Regions from separate parts of the Sus scrofa genome. Here region 1 is linked to region 2. Evidence: chromatin contacts called from public HiChIP or PLAC-seq data. All regions are on one chromosome and are shown on one strand. Each heading gives the region's core, a stretch centred on a gene start, on an enhancer-like site or on the middle of the called end of the contact. The rest is flanking DNA. Distances are from core to core; before and after follow the strand shown.

What was found. HiChIP or PLAC-seq counts read pairs in DNA pulled down with a chosen protein or histone mark.
Region 1: a contact with region 2 is called in an H3K27ac HiChIP or PLAC-seq map of alveolar macrophages. The contact joins two enhancer-like sites. A contact is called at or near these places in 1 of 47 Hi-C or Micro-C datasets (embryonic fibroblasts) and 2 of 2 datasets of contacts at active chromatin or transcription factors (alveolar macrophages and skeletal muscle).

Annotation. Positions count from the first base shown.
Region 1 is chr11:19,180,009-19,186,788 of Sscrofa11.1, forward strand. It overlaps RCBTB2 (RCC1 and BTB domain-containing protein 2), which reads left to right. Exons shown (of 18, transcript XM_021065333.1): 18 at 991-2,480. The coding sequence ends at 1,131. It also overlaps a transcript of RB1 not described here. Among named protein-coding and RNA genes, the nearest start is that of LPAR6, 33 kb to the right of the region's middle. Within about 2 kb of position 4,258, at least 13 of the 83 cell types and tissues checked have an H3K27ac peak or open chromatin away from gene starts, as enhancers often do. A contact at or near this core is called in alveolar macrophages, where this site is marked.
Region 2 is chr11:19,092,072-19,099,117 of Sscrofa11.1, forward strand. All of the region lies in intron 1 of RCBTB2 (RCC1 and BTB domain-containing protein 2), which reads left to right. Among named protein-coding and RNA genes, the nearest start is that of RCBTB2, 14 kb to the left of the region's middle. Within about 2 kb of position 2,835, at least 1 of the 83 cell types and tissues checked has an H3K27ac peak or open chromatin away from gene starts, as enhancers often do. A contact at or near this core is called in alveolar macrophages, where this site is marked.

The DNA.
Region 1 (6,780 bases), core at 3,008-5,507, 89 kb after region 2:
ATCACTACAAGGCTATTTTTTGGGCTGGCCAGAGACCACCAGTCTGTGTGGAGTTTCTCTTCGGAGAGAAAAGGCCGTAATTTCTTCAAACCATCTTGCCACTTCAGAATATTGACTCTGTGTGATTCTGCTGAAATCTAACCATCCCATTCTTTGACTTCTTGTAAAGGAAAAAGAGCAGTAGCTGTTAATGACTTCAGGGAAGAATTTCCCAGGATTACTGTTTTTCATGGCTTAAGCTTTTCTCATAGGCTCTTTACAGGTAGAACCATTTAAGCCCCTGGAAGAATATAAGAGGTGAGCATTGGGCTCGACAGAAAGAAAACTATTTAAACAGTTGACTCCATGCATTCATGCAATAAATATTAAACAGTGAAGCAAAAAAGAGGAGTGTCAGTCTCTGAACAAATATGGAAACTGGAATGAACTATACAAATATTGTCACTGGAAAAAGCTACAGAATTCATACACATAGGTGCCTGTTTCTGGGAAGAAAGAGTCTCATTTTTTGCATTGGTTAGTGTGGAGGAACTTGAATGTTTTACTCTGTTTAAATTGTTCCAAGCAGAGATCCGTATTAGCTATATTTTTACACAACTTTTTTTTTTTTTTTTTTTTTAATGAGTTGCAACGCTTATTTCAGATTCTCTTTTGGGGTTTTTGGGAGGTTTTTTTGTTTGTTTGTTTGTTTGTTTGTTTGGTATTTCTTTGTATTCCCAGGCAGTATGTGGGAATTCCTGGGCCAGGGATTGAACCTACACCACACAGCAGCAACCAGAGCCACAGCAGTGAGAACGCAAGAGCCTCAACCCACTAGGCCATCAGAGAACTCCCTACACAACTATTCTTGAGGCATTGCTGTCCCAACATTTCTTCCTATTGGTCATCAAGTCCTTTTTCCTTGCCTATGTGTTTTTGGAATTTTGATACTACACTGCATTGAATTGGGATTATATGATTTTGTTAAAACATTTTTGTTGTCGTTCCTAGGACTTAGAAGAATTCTGCTTCAGATTTTGCGTAAACCATTTGACTGTGGTGACACAGACTTCAGGCTTTGCAGAAATGGACCATGATCTCTTGAAGAACTTTATCAGCAAAGCAAGCAGAGTTGGAGCCTTTAAAAACTGATCCTCATCTGTATTTTAAGATTTTCATTTTCCCTGAAAAAAACTTTTTTTTAATGGTATTTACGATGAGTTACATTTGGCTGAATACCCATGTTCTGCTGAATGGAGGATGGTGGTCAGTCCTCCCCATCTTTTGAAATCCAGTCTTTCTAGAAGGCATTAAATGCTCTGAACAGATGTGACTGAGCTCAAGGGAAAAAATGTAAATGTCTTAATCTACCATTTCCTCTTTCAAGTTGCCGAGTCGGAGGTGTTTGGTACATGGGTTCTGGCCCAATTCCTACAGTCAGCAGGCTGATGCCGCACAAGAGCTTGATGCTCGATGGGGAATGCTCTCGTACCACACTTGCAGCATCCAGCTCAGTGCCTTGCATATAGTAGGCACTCACCTTACTATAAATCTTGAGCACGCCCTGCGAACAGCTTTACTTGTGGGACACAGGATGAAGGAATAAGTTCCACAAGACATTTTAAACAACTGAGACTCGGCGTTCCCGTTGTGGTGCAGTGGTTAATGAATCTGACTAGGAACCATGAGGTTGCGGGTTCGATCCCTGGCCTTGCTCAGTGGGTTAAGGATCTGGCGTTGCCGTGAGGTGTGGTGTAGGTTGCAGACACAACCGTGAGCTGTGGTGTAGGTTGCTGTGGCTCTGGCATAGGCTAGTGGCTACAGCTCTGATTTGACCCCTAGCCTAGGAACCTCCATATGCTGCAGGAGCAGCCCAGAAATGGCAAAAAGACAAAAAAACAAAAAAAAACGGAGACTCAAACACTTCTGGTAAATCATTCTGAGAAATAGTGGCTAATTTGGAGCATTAATTAGAATTCACAAAAGGCCTTGCCAATTAAATTGTTCAAGACCCAAGGGCTCATTTCAGTTCTCTGCTCTGAGTCATTAATTTCTCATAAGGGATTATTGAATATGAAGTACTGTCTTAGAATGAATGTTATTTCTGGGTTCATCTGCCTTACATAATTACATGTCTTTTGTGTTGAGATTTCCCTCTATAAGTAAAAATGATTTTGTGTTTTTCTTGTGGTTGACTTTTGTGTGACTATAAAATAGATCTCTTAACTTGGCATAGTGTAATTATAAAGTACTAGCTGAAAAGGAACTAATATTTACATTTCATGGGCAGCACTGGTTAAGAATGAGCTAAATGTGTGCTTTTTAGATCAAGTTACCCAACTGCTAATGAGAAACTGGAACAGGATGTGGGAGGCAGCTCAGTGTCTCCTATTGTGTATTGCACAGTATGATACCATGTAAATAAAACGCTTTTAAAATTAGAAAATTTGTTTTGACACCAAACTGTTTGATAATAAAGTGCTTATTTGCTGATAATAGAACAAATGTGTGCATTATTAATTCTTCAGAAGCAGCAAGATTCTGTCAACCCCTGTGTCCCTTAGATTTACACAGATCCTTTGCTACAAGCTTGCTTGCTTGCTTATTTACATATGTATGTATGTCTTTTTAGGGCCACACATGCAGCATGTGGAGGTTCCCAGGCTGGGATTCGAATCAGAGCTGCAGCTGCCGGCCTATACCATGGCCACAGCAACGCTGGATCCAAGCTGCATCTGTGACCTGCACCACAGCTCAGGGCACCGCCGGGTCATTAACCCACTCCATGCGTCATGGATACTAGTCAGATTCGTTTCCGCTGAGCCACGGCAGGAACTCCATAAAAGCTTCTTTTTTAAAGCAGTTACTCAGATGAGGCATCATAGCAAAGCCCATCCTAAAACTTTATAAACGACTTCTAAATAACTTACTTACTCTTCATATGCTTGTCTGTGACTGTTCTTTAATGGTGAGGTCACTTTGGGATCCTAGTTTCTGTTCATCCATTTTTGCAGATCTTGTCTGGTAGAGACAAAGTGGTCTGGATGCCTCTAGTTTTGGTTTTGGGGTTTTTTTGTTTGTTTGTTTTTGGTTTTGTTTTTTTGTCTTTTTAGGGCTGCACCTGCGGCATATGGAGGTTCCCAGGTGAGGGGTCGGAATCAGAGCCGCAACTGCCGGCCTGCATCACAGCCACGGCAACGCCAGATCCAAGCCACGTTTGTGACCTACACACCACAGCTCACAGCAACGCTGGACGCTTAACCCACTGAGTGAGGCCAGGGATCAAACCCACATCCTCATGGATACCAGTCAGGTTTGTAACCGCTGAGCCGCAGCAGGAACTCCCTGGATGCCTCTGGTTCTAAATCAGAATCCCGTTTTGGAATAATACAGTGTTTGTTATTTTAAAACTGCCTTACACCATTTGTTTTCATTTTTTGGTTGACCTGCCATTCTGTCCAGCAAAGAAACATTGAGACCTGGGTCTTTGAAGTTGCCATCGGTTCTCACAGCCAGACACCCACAGGCTTCACTCCTGACTCTTGCTCCTCACCCCCAAGCTTGCTGTCACCGAGCAAAGCCTTCACAGCCGCCAGTGTCTCCCCAGACCGTCTCTTCCTCCTTCCCACCCTTCTCAGACAGGGTCTTCTGAAGTTCCTCAGTGCCTTTTTTCTTTTATGAACTCATTTAATGTAAAAACTGGAAAACTCAAAGGGAACAGGTAAGTTTTTTAGGAATAAAAAACGGATCATCCCTCACGAAACTGCACGGCGGGTCACCGCACTGCCAGAACGCGTGCTGGTGGGAAGGGTGGATGGAGCTTTCCTCTCAGCTTTGTCATGTGTAGGTTGCACTGTTCTGCAGCTCAGTGCTGCTCATCTCTGGGCACAATAGAATCATCTGTGAAACTTTGGCAATGTATAGATTCAAAGATTCTAACTCAGCATGTTTAAGGAGCTCCACAGGCAATTTTGATATTCAGCCAAGGATGGGAATCACTGGTTTATAGCCTTTAAAACCCGGGATGCCAAACAATAAGGGCGGCCTGATTTTAGACCAGTTGGAGATGACAGATAAGTCCTGTGGTTACATCTCTGGAAAAAGACGCTTTCTCTCGTCTTTGAAGATGGGCTGGCCATCAGTGCTCCTGTGTAAAGGATAATGCACTGGATTTCCTTCATTCCTTTTTAACAGACGAGGGTTTGGAGAGCGCAGACACTGCTGTTCCGTTTGGGATATGTGAGAGGGAAGTCCAGTTTCACAATGACTACATCAGAAAGCGGCTGATCCGTAAGTTCATCCTACATTTTCCATTCTTAAGTTTTGTTTCCTCTCTGCTTATTCAAGAAGTTCTGTGTTTTCAGTGCTTCCAATATAATTTCACCCTAACTTACACAAAGGTTTAGATTTTACAGGAATAAAGAAAAAGAAGCATCCTCATCTGCTGATAAAAGCTTGTGAAGGTACCTACCATTCTCTGCTCTTTAAAAGGTAAAGGTTTGGCGTTCCCGCTGTGGCGCAGTGGGTTGAGAATCTGGCTGCAGTGGCTTGGGTTGCTGGGGAGGCGCAGCTCAGTCAGCCCAGTACAGTGGCTTGAAGGACCCAGCACTGCTGACCCAGCTTGGATTCATTCAGTCCCTGGCCTGGGAACTTTCATATGCACAAGGTCCTACTGTGTAGCACAGGGAACTATATTCAGTACCCTGTGATGAACCATAATGGAAAGGAATATGAAAACGAATGTATATGCATGTGTAGCTGAGTCACTCTGCGTGTAGCAGAAATGAGCAGCACCACATGGTAAGTCAACTATACAAAGCAGAGGTTAATTTGTCCTTTATCTGAGACCGGAAGAAACTGCCAGTCATTCTAGACCATAACCTGCTGAGTTTTATTTAGTTGCTCACTCCCACCCCGCCTGCAGGACCTTGTTCAAACATCCGGTCAAGCCTTTCCCTGCCAACACCCCCTCCTCCCTGCTGTGTCCTTCCCCCCAGAACCTAGTGCAGTCCGAGTACTGGGAAGTCCTCATTGATGGATGCATTCTGTCTCTTTCCCTGAAGCTAGAATTAGAACGTTAAGTTCCACAGAGAGGGGGATCCTAGTTTTATGTATTCATTGTTGTATCAGCTGCATTGAGAAAACTGGCCTGAAATATGGAATGCATTCAGTACATGACATTTTTGAAGAGGAAGAGAATATTGTTTGTTTCCACCTAATTGGAAAACTTATGGAACCCCCCCCCCACCTTGTTTTTTTTTTCCTCCCTACATATGGGCTTCTAGATATTAGAGCTACAGTTGTAGGTAAAACCAGCCAGGATGATGCCGGGATGGGTGACCAAGCAGTAGGCAAGCCAGGTAAGGCAGTTTCTCATGGTGACAAATGCTGTTACACTTTGGAAGGAGAGTGGCACAGTACAGAGTAAGTAAGGACTTTAGCTTGGGTGTCAAGATAGGCCTCTGGGCTGAGCCCTGAAAGATAAGAAACCAGCTATGCAGATTTCTGGGGGAAGAGCCTTTGAGACAGAAGGAAAAGCAAACACTAAGCCTGAGGTAAGGATGGGCTTGGCGTCCTAAGGAAAAAAAGCCAGCAGGGAGATGGGACTGAGAAGGTAGGGGCCTCTGCCCCGGCCAGATGGGGAGTGTGACTACTTCCAACCAATTTACATTTTTTTTTTTTTGTCTTTTGTCTTTTGCTGTTGTTGTTGTTGTTGCTATTTCTTGGGCCGCTCCCGCGGCATATGGAGGTTCCCAGGCTAGGGGTTGAATCGGAGCTGTAGCCACCGGTCTACACCAGAGCCACAGCAACATGGGATCCGAGCCGCGTCTGCAACCTACACCACAGCTCACGGCAATGCCGGATCCTTAACCCACTGAGCAAGGGCAGGGACCGAACCCGCAACCTCATGGTTCCTAGTCGGATTCGTTAACCACTGCGCCACGACAGAACTCCCCAATTTACCTTTTAAAGGGCTCATCCTCACCCCTGAAGGAGAGCAAAGGTAAGGGGCAAAGAGGCAAGTGGAGACCTGTTAGAAGTCTTTGTCTTTTAGGGCTGCACCTAAGCCACATGGAGGTTCCCAGGCTAGGGATCGAATCGGAGCTGCAGTCCCCGGGCCTACCACTCGGGATCTGAGCCGTGTCTGTGACCCACACCACAGCTCACAGCAATGCTGGATCCTTAACCCACTGATCGAGGCCAGGGATCGAACCCGTGACCTCATGGTTTCTAGTCGGCTTCGTTTCTGCTGCACCATGACAGGAACTCTGAGACCTGTTAGAAGTCTTTACAGCCGTCCAGACAAGCTCTAATAGATGACTCTAGATTTTTCAACTAAGTGTTGAGTAAAATGGGGGAAGATTAGTATAGAAACAAGGTATTTTTGCTTGTTTGATTCTGGTTTATATTTTGAGAAGTTGGGCAAGCAGAAGGGTAGAAATCAAGACTTCTATTAGCTATGAGAGTTGTGAGGTCAGAGCAGGAGAAATAAATTTGGGAGTCATCGGTATATAAAGCCCATTCAAGGCTAAGAATAGATGAAATGCTAGGAGAGAACTGAGATTTAGAAGAGAATGCTGGTGTTCCCTGGTGGCGCTGCAGGTTAAGGACCCGGCACTGTCACTGCAGTGGCTGGGATCACCGCTATTGCGCTGGTTGGATCCCTGGCCTGGGAACTCAGGCGTGCTGCGGGCACCACCAAAATAAAAATAATTTTTAAAATGGAGAGAATGTTAGTGCACGTAATACAGAGACCACATCAGGCTATTAAGACTCTTGGCTAATTTATTTAAAAATAGA
Region 2 (7,046 bases), core at 1,585-4,084:
TTCAGTTACCACTTGTTATGTAGCAGAATACCCAACGTATTTGACGCTTAAAGCAACAATCATTTTATTTGCTCATAATTCTGGGGGTAAATGGGTTTTTTCACTCACTTGTCTAGTACCTGTACTACTATAGCTCAAACTTCTGGTGCTGGCTAGAACACTCAAGGTTATATGCTGGAACCTTCTTGCCCTCAACTCAGTTCTCTTCCATGTAGTCTCAAGGCTAACCCCTCTCCATGTGGCTTTCCAGCAGGATATCCAGACTTCTTACATGTAAGTTCAGAGCACCCAAGAGTATAAAAGCAGAAGCTATCTGACCTTTAAAAATCTTAGCTCAAGACCTAACATAGGAGTTCTTGTCATGGCGCAGTGGAAACAAATCCGACTAGGAACCTCGAGGTTGCGGTTCGATCCCTGGCCTTGCTCAGTGGGTTAAGGAACTGGTGTTGCCGTGAGCTGTGGGGTAGATCTGGCATTGCTGTGGCTCTGGCATAGGCTGGCAGTAACAGCTCCGATTAGATCCCTAGCCAGAGAACCTCTATATGCCTCAGGTACAACCCTAAAAAGACAAAAGACAAAAAAAATAGACCTAACATAGCATCACTCTGCCACATCCCAATGGTTAAAGACAGCCCCGCCCAAGAGCATGATACCCAGAGGCATTTTTCAGCTGATAATTGATATTTATCAAAAATATACCACAAATATCATACTCAGGGAAACATAAACATTCTGTTTAGTCAGGAACATGACAAGGATGCCACAATTACCGATTCTATCCAACTCAGTTCTAGAGGTCTTAGCCAGAGCTAAAAGTAGGAAAAATAAATGAAATAGAAGGGAAAAAACATGATTTCCAGAGAATTGGATTGTCCAAACAACATTCAAGAGACTCCACAAACTATTCAAGCTTATAAAAGAGTCCAGCAAGATGGTGTGTTACTAGAGCAAAATAAAAAATTCAGTGGCCTCCCAGTACACAAGCAACAACCAATTAAAATGAAAATTTTTTTCCATTTACAAAAGTAACCTAGGAATACAACTAACATGGAAGATAATGAAAATACTTATGAAAAATATTACAATGTATTACTTAGTAACATAGAAGAACACCCAGGAGTTCCCTGGTGTCCTCGTGGTTAAAGATCTGGTGTTGCCACTGCTCTGGCTTGGGTCACTACTGTGGCTCAGGTCACTGCTGTGACATGGGTTTGATCCCTGACCGAGGAACTTCCACACACCTATCTGAGGCCTAAAGAAAAAGACCTAAATAAATGGAGAGTTAGACTATGCTCATGGCTGGGAAGACTCAGTGTCATAAAGAGGTCAATTCTTCCCCCTAATCTACACATTCATGCTTTGTTCTGGGCTTTGACAGGCTGAGCATAAACTTCAAGCAAATAATAAAGGGTCAAGAACAGCTGACAATTTTTTTGATGGAAAACCATAAGAAGAAAAAGAGTATAGAAAGATTACCTTTTCAGATATCAATACTTACTATAAAGCTATAGAAAGTAAAACAATGTGGCATTGACAAAGGCAAAAAAAAAAAAAAAAAAAAAAAAAAAAAGAGACCAATTAACCAGGAAAAGAAGTACAGAAAAGAAGCTTGGCAAGTGTGGACATTTAGAAGATAACGGAAATGTCATCGCAACTCTGTGTAGACAAGATTGCTATTCAATAAATGATGCAGAAACAGAATGTTATCATAGGGAAAAGGTTAGACCTTCATCTTGTACCATATGCATGCTCAATTCCAGATGAATTAAAGACTCAAATGTGAAAACTAACCCTTGAAAATTTATAGGAGATAATGTGGAATAATGTCTTTGTGACCACAGGGTAGAATGAATTCCCATACAAGACTCGAAAATCACAGGTCATAAAGGAAATACAGTCAAATTTGAATATTTTCTAATTTAAAACCTCTTCGAAACAAAAGATTCTGAAAGACAAGCCAGTGCTTCAGAGAAGATACAACACGTCTAACCATAATGCAATAGTCAAACTATATGAAAAACTTCTACAAAATGGGAGGAAAAGTCAAATAACCATTAGCTAACTGGGAATGATATAAAGAGTATGTTCAAAAAATGCATGAATATGAGTACAAAAAGATGTTCAAACTGATCAGTAATCAAGGCAATGCAAATTAAAACAAGGGTATATCTTTTCAGACCCATCAGATTGGCAAGATTTCTGATACCACGTGTTGGTCTGGATGAGGAAATTCTTGTACAGCGTTGGCAAGTGGAAACTGATACAAACAAATGATTTGAGAAATAACTGGGCACTGTCTGATAAAACGGAAGTTACACATGCCCTAAAATCCAGCAATTCTAATTTTCAGTGTATAACCTAGAGAAAATTTTGCACAGTACTTAGGAGATGTGTAAATGGGTTTTCATCACATCAGTGCTTGCAATAATGAAATATTGAAAATAACTTAAATGTTCATCAATTGGAAAATAGATCATTGTGATATGATCCATAGGAACCATATGAAATTGCTGCGATTCAACCATTTCGATATGGTTCAACTTAATAAATTTATAAAACTCCGTATTATATAGGAGCCAGGTGAGCTAGATCGAGATGATTCGCCATGGGTAAATCTCAAAAACAAAATATTAAGTGAAAAGGCCATGCTATAGGATGTATGATATAACTGCAAGCACATTCAAGTAAACATCAACTTCCTTAAGATAGAATATCTATTCGCAACAATAACTAGAAAGTTTTCTAAAAAATTGAGGTCTTTCTGAAGATAACAAAAGAATTTGTTGACAATCATATGATTTTCTGCTCATACTGAAAGTAGCAGTTCCCCAAAAGGGAAACCACAGTGCTTTACATAAGAAAATAGACCCCGGGCAGCCCAAAATTTAAAATATCCACTGTACCATTATAGTTCCTTTGATTTCAGTTTATTTCTGATTTTCTTGGTGATCCATTACTGGCTGTTAATCCAAAGAGAAGACAGTAAATAATTTTATGCAGAAGGCAAAAGAAAAAAAAATCTCCAGAGCTAGAAAAAGAGAGATGGTATCAACTGAAAAATTTTATTTCAACATTCTCCACTCCTTTCTCGGAAGTCCTATGTACTTCCTAGAATACTAAATTGTTTTAAGTGAAAATTAAGATTGACAAACTTACTCTGTTGTTCCTCTTCTTTTCTTTGTTCATGTGGTTAGTGACCCATGCATGAAATTTTAAAAAGTTGTGCTCTAGTCCTTAGTGACGTTAAGGGAAAATACAATAGTGCCACCAATGTGAACGAATTTTATTTGTTTGCAAATCTAAAATCCATTACTTGTTCCCCATTATATATAACCCCCAAATCTAAACTGCTCAGCATAGAGTTCAAGGCCTTCTTGCTATGATTTCAATAGAGGGGGTGATATCTCCTCTGGCATCAGTTAAAATAGGTTCAGCTACAATGTGCAGATGGTTTGTAAGAAGACAGAAGCTGGCAACTCTCCAGTTGTCAGACACCCAGTCTCCTTCTAATCTGTTGCTCTGCCGTCCTCCAAATGGGACGTCCATCTTGTGGTCCAAGAGGCTGCCCTAGATCCTGCCATCACATCCACATGCCGGCCAATGAGAAGGAGGAAAAGTGGAAGAGAAGATATATCCTCCACCTCTAAGGACACGTTCCCGAAGTTGCACACACCATCTTATGCTTACATCTCATTGTCCAGAGCTTAGCCATATGCTGCATCTAGCTTCAACGCCAGCTGGTAAATGTAGCTTCTATTCTAGGTGCTTCACACCCATCTAAATGTGGGGGTGTCTATTACTGAGAAGAAAAGAACTGATGTTGTGGCAACAACCAGTAGCTTCTGCCACACTGCCTTCCTCCCCCTCTTCTCCTCCAAATGGGGGAATACTAACTTGACTCCCAAACATTGACTGGGTTGTGTTTAATCTTGGGCAGAACCCCTGCAGAGTAAAAGGTGTGAATGCATGGATGTAGCCCTTTCTTGGCTGTTGTGCTCCATTTCACCCTTCCATGCAGCTGAATCGGTAAACTGATAAAGGCTCGGTCTAAGGAATGGCCAAGTGTCTTTGTCTCTGACCCCTCTCTCTTCACTTACAAGTGTGTGAACACTTTCATTGCTCCTATGGCAGCTGGTGGCTGGTGGCTCGCCTTGGGCATAGGAGGTGTGAATTGCAGACTTCATTTCACTTGACTAGAAAGTTAAGCCTTAAGGATTAGAGGCTTGAGATCTGGTAATATGTAAAATAAAATGGATACTTTGGTATTAGTTTTAAAGAAAAACTACCTAGAATAGACATCAGAGCTTCAAAGAGATGCTTGGATTAAAGATGGTAGCGAGATTGCTCTGCGTAACAGAAGCAACCAAAGGGGCTGAAGGCTGCGAGGTAAAAGAATCAGAAGGAACCACCTCCATCAGGATGGGAACAGAGACGAGAAGCCCCCACTGGGGTTTGCTGGCTGCGTGCAGTGGATATACCTCATCAACCTCCTCTTTTTTTTCTTTGAAACATTCAGAAAACTCTACATTGTTCACTAAGGGTTTGTATGAGTAGATTCTGAAAGAGAAGCAATGAGAGGTGACAGTTTGTATTCTGTCTCTTGCAAGTTCAGAAACCCAAGACTAACTTCAGGAAGAGAGAGACAGGAATATGGAAGAGAAAGCATGTGGGCCTATAAAACTGGGAAGTCAGGGATGGATTTGGATTTAGGTATAATCACTAATATTATTTTCTCTCTCACTTTCATCTCTCTTGTTTCTCCAACCCCAACCTTACCTCCCTCTCTTTCATTCTCTGTCTGCCTCTGCTTCCCTCTGTCTGTTGGTCTCTCTCTTTTGCTTTCCACTAAAAACAGGCTTCCTCTGTGCAGCTGGGAAGGCACTCGCTGGCAGCACCAGATTCAAATTGTGTGCTTTAAATATATGTGCAGGAGTTCCCATCGTGGCTCAGTGGTTAATGAATCCGACGAAGAACCATGAAGTTGCGGGTTCAGTCCCTGGCCTTGCTCAGGGGGTTAAGGATCTGGCGTTGCCGTGAGCTGTGCAGATGCAGCTCGGATCTGGCATTGCTGTGGCTCTGGCATAGGCCAGCGGCTACAGCTCCAATTAGACCCCTAGCCTGGGAACCTCCATATGCCGTGGGAGCAGCCCTAGAAAAGGCAAAAGGACAAAAAAAAAAGATAAAAGCAGAAAATAATAATAAAAATAAATAGGGAGGAAAAATAGACCACCAAAACTAATTCTTTGAAAAGAGCAATAAAACAGACAAACGTATGAGAATTCTAATTAAAAAAAAAAGTTGAGTGAGAGAATGAGTCAGATGTTAGATTTTAAACAGAACTTGACTTGAAGCCCAGTTCATCTTGAACAAGCTACTTAACCTCTTTAAGCTTTTGTTTCTCTTTCATAAAATGAGGACAACAGTACAGTACTTATTTCATAGGGTTGTAGTGAGGATTAAATTAGGTCACATGTGAGGGCTTAGCACAGTCCTTACACATAGTATGCATACAGTAAATATCATCATTGTGTTGTGATTAATTGTGCTACACTTGTAGGGACTCCATAAAGGTTAGTGCCTGTTCTCCTTGTTGCCACGGCTCCACATGTCGGATCATTTTCCATGTTCATGTCTTATCACTAATTTACATTTAAAGTCAAATCAGCTCAGAGCAAAGGAGATGTGCTGAGACAATAGTTAGACATCAATGTGGTGTTTAAAACAGTTTTGGCAAGAGCTTGCATGCTCTGTGTGTGAACAGAAGTGAGCCCCACAGCTCAGCGGTATGGGCTTCCTGACATGATCGCCAAGAAACAAACCTCCAGCTGGGAAGTGTGGGGTCAGGCAAACATCGACCCGTATCCTCTGATGAGGGCTGCAAAGAGTAGCCCAGGCCTCAGAATAATTATCCTCAAGTCCCAAGCCCTGAATACAAAATAGAGAATCCAGTAGGCTTCCCAGGATTGTCTGTCTGGGGCAGGGATTTCTCTGAGTTTTAGGGAGGCATGGGAGACATATCTGAGCCATGAGCTACTGTGAGTGGCCCCACTCGGGAAAAGAAAGAGAAAGAGGATTTGAAGTCCCAGGAACCGGGAAGACTGGTTAAACTAGGGCCTGTCATTCTGATGACAGTAGTAGGCGGAAGTGCTCATTCATAAGAGATAAGAGGCAGCACTGCCCTGCCGTCAAAAGCAAGGGTTGGTAAAAGACAAAAAGGACACTGAAGTCCAGAGCGGAGCCAGGGAAGAGCTCCTTCTGAGAGAGACGAGCAGGAAAAAGCTCTGTCAAATCCTGTGGAGAGAGATTGGAGTTAGAAGAGGGTTGAGGTGAGAAAAAAGTTTCAAAGGTTATGGAGCCCAGCCCCAGCATCCCAGCACAGACTCCTCATTTCTTGATGATGTATTTCCTGCTTGTTTTGCAGCCTTGCTGTAAACCACTGACTAATAACTGATTCCGCATTTGCCTAAAGCTTTACTCTTCATTTCCTCCTTCTGTGTGGTGCTTGGAAATCCTCTAGGAATAGGATGGGTAGCTATTTGGGTGATGAGAATTGGATCAGTATTCAGGACATGGTCTGGGTACGTTTAGGGAACAGAGCCAGAACTTTTCTACAGACCTCTCTCCTCATTTTATCGTTAGGAACCCTAAAGGTAGACCTACCCCACACAGTACATGAGCAATTTTATTTCAGTGTACAAAAAGCATTAGGGGAGTTCCCGTTGTGGCTCAGTGGTTAACGAATCCAACTAGGAACCATGAGGTTGCGGGTTCGATCCCTGGCCTTGCTCAGTGCGTTAAGGATCCGGCATTGCTGTGAGCTGTGGTGTGGGTTGCAGATGCAGCTAGGATCCAACGTTGCTATGGCTCTGGCGTAGGCTGGCAGCTACAGCTCCTCTTGGACCCCTAGCCTGGGAACCTCCATATGCCACGGGAGCGACCCTAGAAATGGCAAAAAGACCAAAAAAAAAAAAAAGCATTAGGAAATGGGTGAAGGAGGTGCACTGCACGGTGATGGATGGTAAATAGAGTCTTAGTGGTGATTACTT